2 separate regions of the Xenopus laevis genome follow, and region 1 is linked to region 2. Evidence: chromatin contacts called from public Hi-C data. All regions are on one chromosome and are shown on one strand. The core of a region is the stretch at or near the end of the contact, and the rest is flanking DNA. Distances in the headings are between cores, read along the strand shown. Region 1 overlaps ephx1.L (epoxide hydrolase 1). Region 2 overlaps enah.L (ENAH, actin regulator L homeolog).

Region 1 (5,098 bases), core at 2,496-4,995, 150 kb before region 2:
AGCCTTATAGAATATTTGTTATTAGAAGGGGTCAGTGAAATTTGGTTTGAAAGCTGAAAAGAGTCAGAAGGTGGCAAATAATTCAAAAACTATATATAAAAAAAAAATGAAGGCCAATTGAAAAGATACTTAGAATTAGTGACAAGTTCCAGCATTAGACTCTCATGATGTTCACATAAACCAAATGAATGTATGAGAAGTGTTAGATATACTGGAAATACTGCACTGTAGTTTTTCGATTTCAAGATATAATAGTAATGTACCCCCTACTGTAAATGATAAGGATATTAGAAGTCACTGAGGGGTTCTGTGACCATATAAAGGCACAAGGCTGCAGGCTGAGTTATACAGGGAACTCTGAGTATCACTCATGTATTATAAGGGATAATGTAACCCCTACTGTAAATGATAAGGATATTAGAAGTCACTGAGGGGTTCTGTGACCATATAAAGGCACAAGGCTGCAGGCTGAGTTATACAGGGAACTCTGAGTATCACTCAGGTATTATAAGGGATAATGTACCCCCAACTGTAAATGATAAGGATATTAGAAGTCCCTGAGGGGTTCTGTGACCATATAAAGGCACAAGGCTGCAGGCTGAGTTATACAGGGAACTCTGAGTATCACTCATGTATTATAAGGGATAATGTACCCCCTACTGTAAATCAGAAGTCATTGAGAATTGCTGGATCATGTAGAACTGATGGATGTGCAGTTTGATATCTCATGTTCCAATACCATCTCACCCTTATTTGAGAATCAATATGATAAATTCTTCCTGTATGAAATTCCCTATGTTCCTATGCTGTGGATTTCACTATGTGATACAATGTCAGAGTTGTGTGGTTCAATTCCCCGGTTGCTGCCTTTGATTTATAGAGCTCAGAATAAAAGAGAGAGAATATTTTATGTAGAAAATAAAACCTATCAATCAAGTGAATGGAAACAATCACCTTGGCAAGTTCTCTCATCAAAGTCTTTAAAGCTCAGGCACATTATTCAGCAGGAGAGCAATTCCTAATGATATTCTATAAATAAACATTATTTCCTGCTCTGTTCAACTGAACCAGTGGTCAGACCCGAGCCCCTTCTTTATGTGCCATGTCTGTAGCAAACCAGAAAATCATAGATGGAGGGAATTTATTCTTTAAAGTAAGAGGCTGATATTATAATAATCTGTCCTTTCACATTGCTATTAAATATGGGCAATATCTACCTCTTATATTTTTGTATGATCAGTAGTGAGTCAGAAATGTATCACTTAACTATTCAAGCAGCACAGGGGCACTTACAGTAGCAACTCATGTAGTCTGATGGTGCCTATAGTAACAGTGGGACAATAGTCTGTGGGAAGGGAGTGTGACTGTGGGATAGCAGGTATAGTAGGGAGAGATGGTGTCTATAGGAACAGTGGATAATAGTCTCTGGGAAGGGAGTGTGACTGTGGGATAGCAGGTATAGTAGGGAGAGATGGTGTCTATAGTAACAGTGGATAATAGTCTCTGGGAAGGGAGTGTGACTGTGGGATAGCAGGTATAGTAGGGAGAGATGGTGCCTATAGTAACAGTGAGATAATAGTCTCTGGGAAGGGAGTGTGACTGTGGGATAGCAGGTATAGTAGGGAGAGATGATGCCTATAGTAACAGTGGGATAATAGTCTCTGGGAAGGGAGTGTGACTGTGGGATAGCAGGTATAGTAGGGAGAGATGGTGTCTATAGTAACAGTGGGATAATAGTCTCTGGGAAGGGAGACAGTATTTTATTTAATGCTCATATCAAATAAGATTCCTTTAATCCCACAGCAGTGCTAACACAGATATATGATTCTGTATTCATTATAATCAGTGATCATTAGGCATTTTTTGTAGCATTTATCCTATTAGATATCCCATTGTACCCTATGGGGTAACAGCTGCTACACTGGATTAGAAATTACTAGCGGATATCAGGCTGTGCTGGGGGTCAGAGGTTATAAGGGACAGGTGCACTAAACAGTTCTGAGGCCACTGGGGCAATTACTTAAATAAGTAGAAAAAGAAAGGACAGATAGAAGGTTACACAGGTCGGTCTCCAATTTCTGCTTTTAGACTCAGTATTTGGTGGCAGGTGACAGACAGAGATCAGGATAAAGTGTCACTGCTGCTTCTGAAGAGGAAAGTTCAGTGTCTGATTCAGTTTATTGTCTGGGACATAAACAATGACTGCAGTTCCCTGCTCTTACCACTAGAGGAGGCCAGTCAGCTGGGTTTGTAAAGCATTTTTACACTATAAGGACACACTATAGATACAGTGGGACAGTGCTGATCATTGCTAGGGTGTAGGATTGATTCCAGCAAGGGGGCTTGTAGGTCATTAATGGTAACCAAGTTAAAACAAGATCTTATAGACAAGAAAGTCTAAACGGAGGCACTAGGGAAATGTGCCAAACATGGGGTAAATTAAATACCTACACTTATACTGTATGCACAATTGTCTTCTGTGTATTCTATGGGATGGTGCAGATGATGAGCTTTCGGACACCCCCCCCCCAACCAGTCCTGACACAACAAGCTGACAATAAGCGCAACCATGTTGCTGTCAATACAAACCTTTATTTCATTATGAGAGATGCACACGGAGCAACAAGGAACTCTCTACAGAAAATACTAATTGCTCATTAGTCACTGGAATGTGCAGAGTTGCACTGAACTTTGGTGCAGACTTGGAATTGTGAGTTGGTCCCTCGGTTCAACCAGACACAAAGCCCAGTGACATCACAGAAGGGATCTAGGGGCCCTTTCCTCTAACATCAATTTTGCACCTTAATGATTCCATTTGTGATGTCTTGGGGGGCACAAGGGCTTTTTAATTTCTTCTAGGAAGTACTGCAGTGGAGGGGGGGAGGCCTGTACAACAAGCTGGTGTCGGTACGGGACTGTGAGTAGTGAATGTAGTAAGGCAAGCTGGTGTCAGGGGGTGGGTCTGTAACTGTGAGTAGTGCATGTAGTAAGGCAAGCTGGTGTCAGGGGGCAGGGCTGTTACTGTGAGTAGTGCATGTAGTAAGGCAAGTGTGCAGGGCTGCAACTGTGAGTAGTGCATGTAGTAAGGCAAGCTGGTGTCAGCGCTGTAACTGTGAGTAGTGCATGTAGTAAGGCAAGCTGGTGTCAGGGGGCAGGGCTGTTACTGTGAGTAGTGCATGTAGTAAGGCAAGTGTGCAGGGCTGTTACTGTGAGTAGTGCATGTAGTAAGGCAAGCTGGTGTCAGGGGGCAGGGCTGTTACTGTGAGTAGTGCATGTAGTAAGGCAAGTGTGCAGGGCTGCAACTGTGAGTAGTGCATGTAGTAAGGCAAGCTGGTGTCAGCGCTGTAACTGTGAGTAGTGCATATAGTAAAGCAAGCTGGTGTCAGACGACAGGGCTGTAACTGTGAGTAGTGCATATAGTAAAGCAAGCTGGTGTCAGACGACAGGGCTGTAACTGTGAGTAGTGCATATAGTAAAGCAAGCTGGTGTCAGGGGGCGGGTCTGGAACTGTGAGTAGTGCATGCAGTAAGCAAGTATCAATACAGAGTCATTAACATGAGAAAGCATGGCAGTACAGAGCAAGTATCAATTTCAGCTGTAGAAAATAGAGAAGCCCTAAGGGTAATTTATTGGATCAGGCCTAGTTACATTCTATAAAGCTGTGATTGTCTCTACTATCAGAACATGGACCCACTGCTTCTCAGAATGGGCTATATACACATCAGACCTATTTCCGCTGCACTTTCCCTACAAACTGCTGGATGTCCTTAGCCAGAAGTTCCGGCTCCTCAAAGGCTGCAAAATGGCCGCCCCTGGGCATGTAATTAAAGGAGACAATACTGAGGTATTTCTGCTTGGCCCAGAAGGGAGGGCAGTGCACCAGCTCATTGGGGAAGGAGGCGATGCCTGTGGGAACTGTCACTGGCACCCTGAAAAACAGAGACATCAGAAATCAAGTATATTTTCATTACAGTAACAGCAGCCATTGTATCAGGGACAGAGCTAACACTGGGGCATTTGAAATTTCCCATTGATCTATATTTGGTGCCCACGATTTATCAATTTTCAAATGGCTAAGATCATGTAAGTTGCCATCAGAACTTTCCAGCCCCTCCCTCGGTAAACTTCTACCAGTGTTCTAGTCCCACCCACTGCTTCGGCTACAGACGAGATACCCTGCTCCAACCCCCGTATATTCTAGTCCAACCCAATTCTACTCCCTGTATTATGTTGCTCTAGTTCAAACCACCAAAGTTCATGTCTCGTAGAACCTGTAACTGCCACTAAAGTCTTCTACTCCAGCCCACCACTAAAGTCACCATGCTCCTCCCCTATAAGTTGCCTAGAGTGTTCCAGTTTGGGTCCAATGTTTTAGTCCCATATTTCATGGAATCTGATGGAGACACAAGGGGGTAAAAAAAGATTGTGCCTTATTGTCCTTACTTGTCATGTTTGGCTGTTCCGACGCCCTTGCCAATTACCTCCTTGTAGAATCTCATAGAGGAAACAATGGAGCCCGACAGCCAGTAGATCATGACGTTGGTCAGTAGGTCATCCAATGAGAACTTCCTGCGAGGCAGACATATTTCTATATATTACTCATAACCCAATGCAATGATGACTGCAAATACACATCCCCTTCTGCCCCCACCCCACCCAAGGTACACCCAGTGCAAGGACATGACACCACCAGGACATGACTCCACTAGGTTACCTCTCAAGTCCTCCATCTTCATGATCCCGGAAGTCTGGGTCGGTCCATGTAGAGAACTTCTCCAGGATGTAGGCAGCAAGTCCAACTGGGGAGTTATTTAGGCCACAGCCTAGAGGGGGGGGGGCAGGACAGTTAGAAAGGAAAAAAAGCTGGTAACACTGCAGTGTTTTCAAGGCAGGTTTTAGGCACATATGTGGGCAGCTAACTGGTAGTTCCCAGAACTGTGGGTCTCGCTTGTCTATAGTGGTCAAGAGCCTTGGCCTGGTGGCTCAGCCTAAAGGGTAAGATTTGGAGAGAATGCCTATTTGTTCACCTAGATACACCTGGAATCCCCAGCTTGAAGCTTCAATTGGTTGAGATTTAGAATGAAGAGAAAAGACACCC
Region 2 (5,256 bases), core at 995-3,494:
ATGTGGCTCAATAAACGCAGTAGAGATCCCACATTGGATTGTTTTGTGTGTCCTTGGAGTCGCTGGGGTGCCGATAACCCCCAGGCTGAGCACCCGACTGTATTGAACTAGGAGTGAGGATATTTGACTGCATAGTCTTTTTGAGGTTTTTTGAGGACAAGATGAAAAGAAAAAATAAACGTTGTGATTTGCTCCCAGTTCAGCGTGCAGAGTTGCAGTTTCACACCAGACAGATTCACAGCTGTAACAGCGCCCTCTTGTGTCCAGGAATAGTTACTGCTCATTTTCTGCTGTTTCTCTTGAGTATTCTCTCACTGCTTGTCTCCTTATGATTCAATTGTCATTGTTTTTTCTTTTTGTATAACGGTTTTAGCTGCTGTTTGATTTAATCCATTGCTGACAGCACCTGCTTGATGATATCGGTAGTTACTTATTAGTTTGTTTTAATGGAATTCCCAGCCCAGATGCACTTGGGCCAAGCAATATGGCAACGCTCGTGCAGGTATAAATGAGCTGTTTGGACATTCCAGAAGTGCTGGAGCGTAAGAGCTAGTGGCAGTGTAGTTTTGCAGAACATCAAGCCCTGAATGTTGCCTGTTGCTGCTCTGTCCCAGGCATAAAGGGGGGCTTCAATATCTGCTTCTGTTTTTTTTTATTGGATATTCCTTGCTATGTGCTGCATTGTAGCGCTGAATGGAATCTAGCATTGCAAGACTGCCTAACGAAGGAGCGGTTTCCTTATGTATGACCATTGCTGCCATCAGAAATCACGAGGCCCCATACAACAAAATGTTCTGGGCCCCCTGGAAGACACCCACCCCAGCCTGCCCCCTCCATACCCACCCCAGATCCCACTCACACCACACTGAAAAATACAAAAATAAAAACATTGGCTGCCAGGCCCACCTACAAGTTAAAAAAAAAAATCATTGGTGATCAGGGTCACCCTATAAATATATATATATATATAATATAAAAAAAAACAATTGAAGCCAGGGCCCCCCATAAAAGTTTTAAAAAAAAAATTGGCAGTCAGACTCCCCTACAAGTTAAAAAAAATAAAAACAAAATCATTTGTGTTCCTCGTCCCCCATAAAAGTTAAAATGGAACTTACGTTTAAAGATCTTCTTTATTCTCCTCTTCTTCTGGTCTAATCCGAGGCTTTAGGCTCTTTTCGCGACTTTCGGGTCCAAGCAAAGGCTTTTGGCTAGGTTTCTTATCGTATGTATGTATGTATGTTTGATATATATATATATATATAATGACGGCTCGAGTCTAAGAGCCGAAACGTTGAATAAACCCATTTTTTTTTTTTTCACAAAAGACCTATGAGTGTGGATTTCTTTGCTCTATAGATTTTGATATATGTTCCAGCACCTAGTCGTTTCGTTTGTTTTCTGAGTGCACCTATCCAGTAGTTTTTTATTTATTTATATATATAATTATAGTCCAACAGTTATTTCCAGCACAATGTGTATCAAACAATAACCCAGGTGCTATCCATAGGTGCTTCCATAAACAAATTACTTGAAAAACAGATGCACACCAGGATTTAAAAGATATTAAAAAATAGTGAATTTTATTTAATGCATTTCTTAAAATAGATCAGGTCAACATTTCAGTCTGGGTCTAAGACCTTTGTGTGTGTATATATATAGATAGATAGATAGATAGATAGATAGATAGAAAAGAAATGAAGAAGCTCGCACTCACAGGGCTTATCAAGTCAAAAAAGTGTTTAATTGAATCAAAAATCAACTAACGTTTCGGCTTGCACTCAAGCCTTTCTCAAAGTGAATATATAAACACTCACCAAACATTTAAACCCAAAAGTGGCGGAAATCAGTGTGGTGTGACGTCACAGTGACGTTAATTGGGGATTTTCCATTAGGGAGAACACATCAACACAACAATGAGACAGTGTAACAGTTACATATAAAGAGTGATCTGTTCAAAAAAGCATAGTTATAATAGCAGCGTAACATTGGTAACAAATTTGCAACAATGTATAGCGATGACCCGGGTTCGTTCTCAGTATAACTCCGGATGCGCGTCTACGTAGTGCAGTCTAATGACAACAGTTTAAGTAAAATCACATTATTTTAGCAGCGGTGTCAAATAAGAAAATAACGGTTACCCGCCTGCTGAAGGGGTTTCTCGCTGGTAGCTCCATGTACCTCAACGGGCGCAGTCGAAGCCCGAGCTCCCAAAGGTCTCCTGCTCTATTGGATTGACTGCGCTAGTTGTTGCGCTTCGTCTCACATAGCCGATGACTGCGGTGGCAGTGTGTGACGCCGCTCCCAGTTGTCAGTCTCACGCAGGGCCAGTTGCGATGCTGTAGGATTGTCTTCTAGCGACCCGCACGCATGTGTCGGAATTACCGATCCGAAATGCAGCGTAGCAAACTCTGTGTCCACTTGGGGGTTGTGTGGGGTCAAAGGGTTCATCAAGGGGTGTATGGGGGTCATATTCATTAGTCCATCAGTAATAATGATACGTTTACGGCAACTCCATGTCCCCCGACTTGTAAAGGTAATGTTTAAATATGTCATGAACTGCGGTACCAATAGTGGATCTTACTACAGATCTTCCTCTCCCATGGCCGCGGGTTGTAAGGGTTCACTTTGAGAAAGGCTTGAGTGCAAGCCGAAACGTTAGTCGATTTTTGATTCAATTAAACACTTTTTTGACTTGATAAGCCCTGTGAGTGCGAGCTTCTTCATCTCTTTACTTAATTTTTGGGCTTTTCGCACCCAGGCAACGTTTACCTGTAGACGTGCAGTGCCGGCTTTCAGACTACTATATATATATACTATATATATTTGAGAAAGGCCTCTGAAGAGGTCGAAACGTCAGTCTCCTATGTGAATAAAAGTGCGGACCTTTTTTGTATAATATTTAATCTGATTTTGGACACTGCACCCAGGCATCCGTGAACTTTGTGACGTGAGTGCCGACTCCACCATTGAATATATATAGATAGAGAGATAGAGAGATAGAGAGATAGAGAGATAGAGAGATAGAGAGATAGAGAGATAGAGAGATAGAGAGAGAGATATATAGATAGAGAGATATATAGAGAGAGAGATAGAGAGAGAGATAGAGAGAGAGATAGAGAGAGAGATAGAGAGAGAGATAGAGATAGAGATAGAGTTATATATATATATATATATATATATATATATATATATATATATATATATATATATATATATATATATATATATATATATATATATATATATATATAGTCCAGTGTATATATATATAGTCCAGTATATATATATATAGTTATATATATATATATAGTCCAGTATATATATATATAGTTATATATATATATATATAGTCCAGTATATATATATATAGTTATATATATATATATATAGTCCAGTATATATATATATCTATCTATATAGATAGATAGATAGATAGATAGATAGATAGATAGATAGATAGATAGATAGATAGATAGATAGATAGATAGATATAGCCCTCAGTGAAAAAACAGCGTTCAACGGACATTGATTACAGGTAATGCTAAAATGCACATAAAATATAAAACAAGTTAGGGACCGCCATTCGGGGTTTACCTTGACGTGGTATGGTGGCTTATCAGTTTTATGATCATAACTTTGTAACAAAATAACCCCTATTTTGGGTACATATGCAATAGCATTTATTATACTTATATATATACTTTAAAGCCTTTAGAGTGCTCCCACAACCCCCCTGTTTTGATATTTTATATATATATATAGTCCAGATGATAGTCCAGATGTACCTGCACTCGAACTCCAACGTCTGTATGTGGGTGCTGGGTCAAATTCAATTGTATAATTCCTATAGATGGACCCGCACTCCAAATTCATGTGACATAAAAGGTTTTTATTGATTCATCTGCACGAGTGATGAATCAATAAAAACCTTTTATGTCACATGAATTTGGACTGCGGGTCCATCTATAAGAAAATATATATATACATACACACACACAGCGAGCAGATCCACACGTGCATCAAATCCCTCTACGTTCGTTGTCCTTTGCTGCTCTCTAGTGGGGGTTGTAAAGTTTACATCTAAAAATCACTGCATTTCCTCAGGCCAAGATGTGACCCCCTCCTGTTATAGGAGACCCAAATAACAGAAAGCAACACTTCTTGCCTGTAAATCCTGGGTATCGTTAGCTACATTTATATATGGATGTTGTGCACGTCAAAGTTGTATAACTTACCCTGGCAACCAGGCAGCTGTTTGGAAGTCGGAATAGAACGTAATTACGAGAGAATTTGGCAATGGGTGTTTTTCTGTGCTGGGTCAGTTATATTAACAACCAAATAGCGTTTTCAGCTGCAGACTAAATAGAGGCAAAAGAGGGAAATGTAGAAAGAATACAAAATAAAACATGAAGAGCAACTGAAAAGTTGCTTAGAATAGGAGGAGCTGGTTTGCCAGACATTTTCCACTCAACCCCACTATGTTTGGTAAGGTCCCCTTCACTCATGACAAGGTTACACATCTAGTAAATAGATCAGTCATTCAGCCACAGTTTCAAGAATATCTAGAGCAGCAAATATATATTCACCCCAGACCTCACCTTAAATGATCTTCAAGCTGGGCTTTTGGCTGTATCTTAAAGAGCAAAAAGTAACTTACCCTATATCTCACACTAACTGGCTTTTAGGCTAAGCCCTCCAACTTTGCTGTACCCCCTATTTCCAAACCAACCATATTCTCTCAGTTATACAGATATCCGATATACAGGACTGCTGCTTACAATGGGGATCAGATAGGATCTGTGCAGCCAATGGGACAGAATGTTCTATTATACAGATAGCTAGAATCTCAGCCATAAAGCAGGACAGGACTGGTGCTTACAATGGGGATCAGATAGGATCTGTGCAGCCACTGGTACAGAATGCTCTGTTATACAGATAGCTAGAATCTCAGCCATAAAGCAGGTCAGGACTGCTGCTTACAATGGGGATCAGATAGGATCTGTGCAGCCAATGGGACAGAATGTTCTGTTATACAGATAGCTAAAATCTCAGCCATAAAGCAGGACAGGACTGCTGCTTACAATGGGGATCAGATAGGATCTGTGCAGCCACTGGGACAGAATGTTCTGTTATACAGATAGCTAGAATCTCAGCCATAAAGCAGGGTAGGACTGCTGCTTACAATGGGGATCAGATAGGATCTGTGCAGCCTCTGGGACAGAATGCTCTGTTATACAGATAGCTAGAATCTCAGCC

What was found. A called contact is a pair of places that touch in the nucleus more often than the background predicts.
Region 1: a contact with region 2 is called in a Hi-C map of animal cap, with 5 times the contacts expected there. The contact joins two enhancer-like sites. A contact is called at or near these places in 3 of 4 Hi-C or Micro-C datasets (the XL177 cell line, the XTC cell line and animal cap).

What each region holds. Positions count from the first base shown.
Region 1 is chr5L:17,798,073-17,803,170 of Xenopus_laevis_v10.1, reverse strand. ephx1.L (epoxide hydrolase 1) reads right to left here. Exons shown (of 9, transcript XM_018261834.2): 7 at 4,715-4,823; 8 at 4,444-4,569; 9 at 2,573-3,929. The coding sequence ends at 3,728. Among protein-coding and RNA genes, the nearest start is that of ephx1.L, 21 kb to the right of the region's middle. Within about 2 kb of position 3,745, at least 1 of the 7 cell types and tissues checked has an H3K27ac peak or open chromatin away from gene starts, as enhancers often do.
Region 2 is chr5L:17,646,954-17,652,209 of Xenopus_laevis_v10.1, reverse strand. All of the region lies in intron 3 of enah.L (ENAH, actin regulator L homeolog), which reads left to right. Among protein-coding and RNA genes, the nearest start is that of enah.L, 51 kb to the left of the region's middle. Within about 2 kb of position 2,244, at least 1 of the 7 cell types and tissues checked has an H3K27ac peak or open chromatin away from gene starts, as enhancers often do.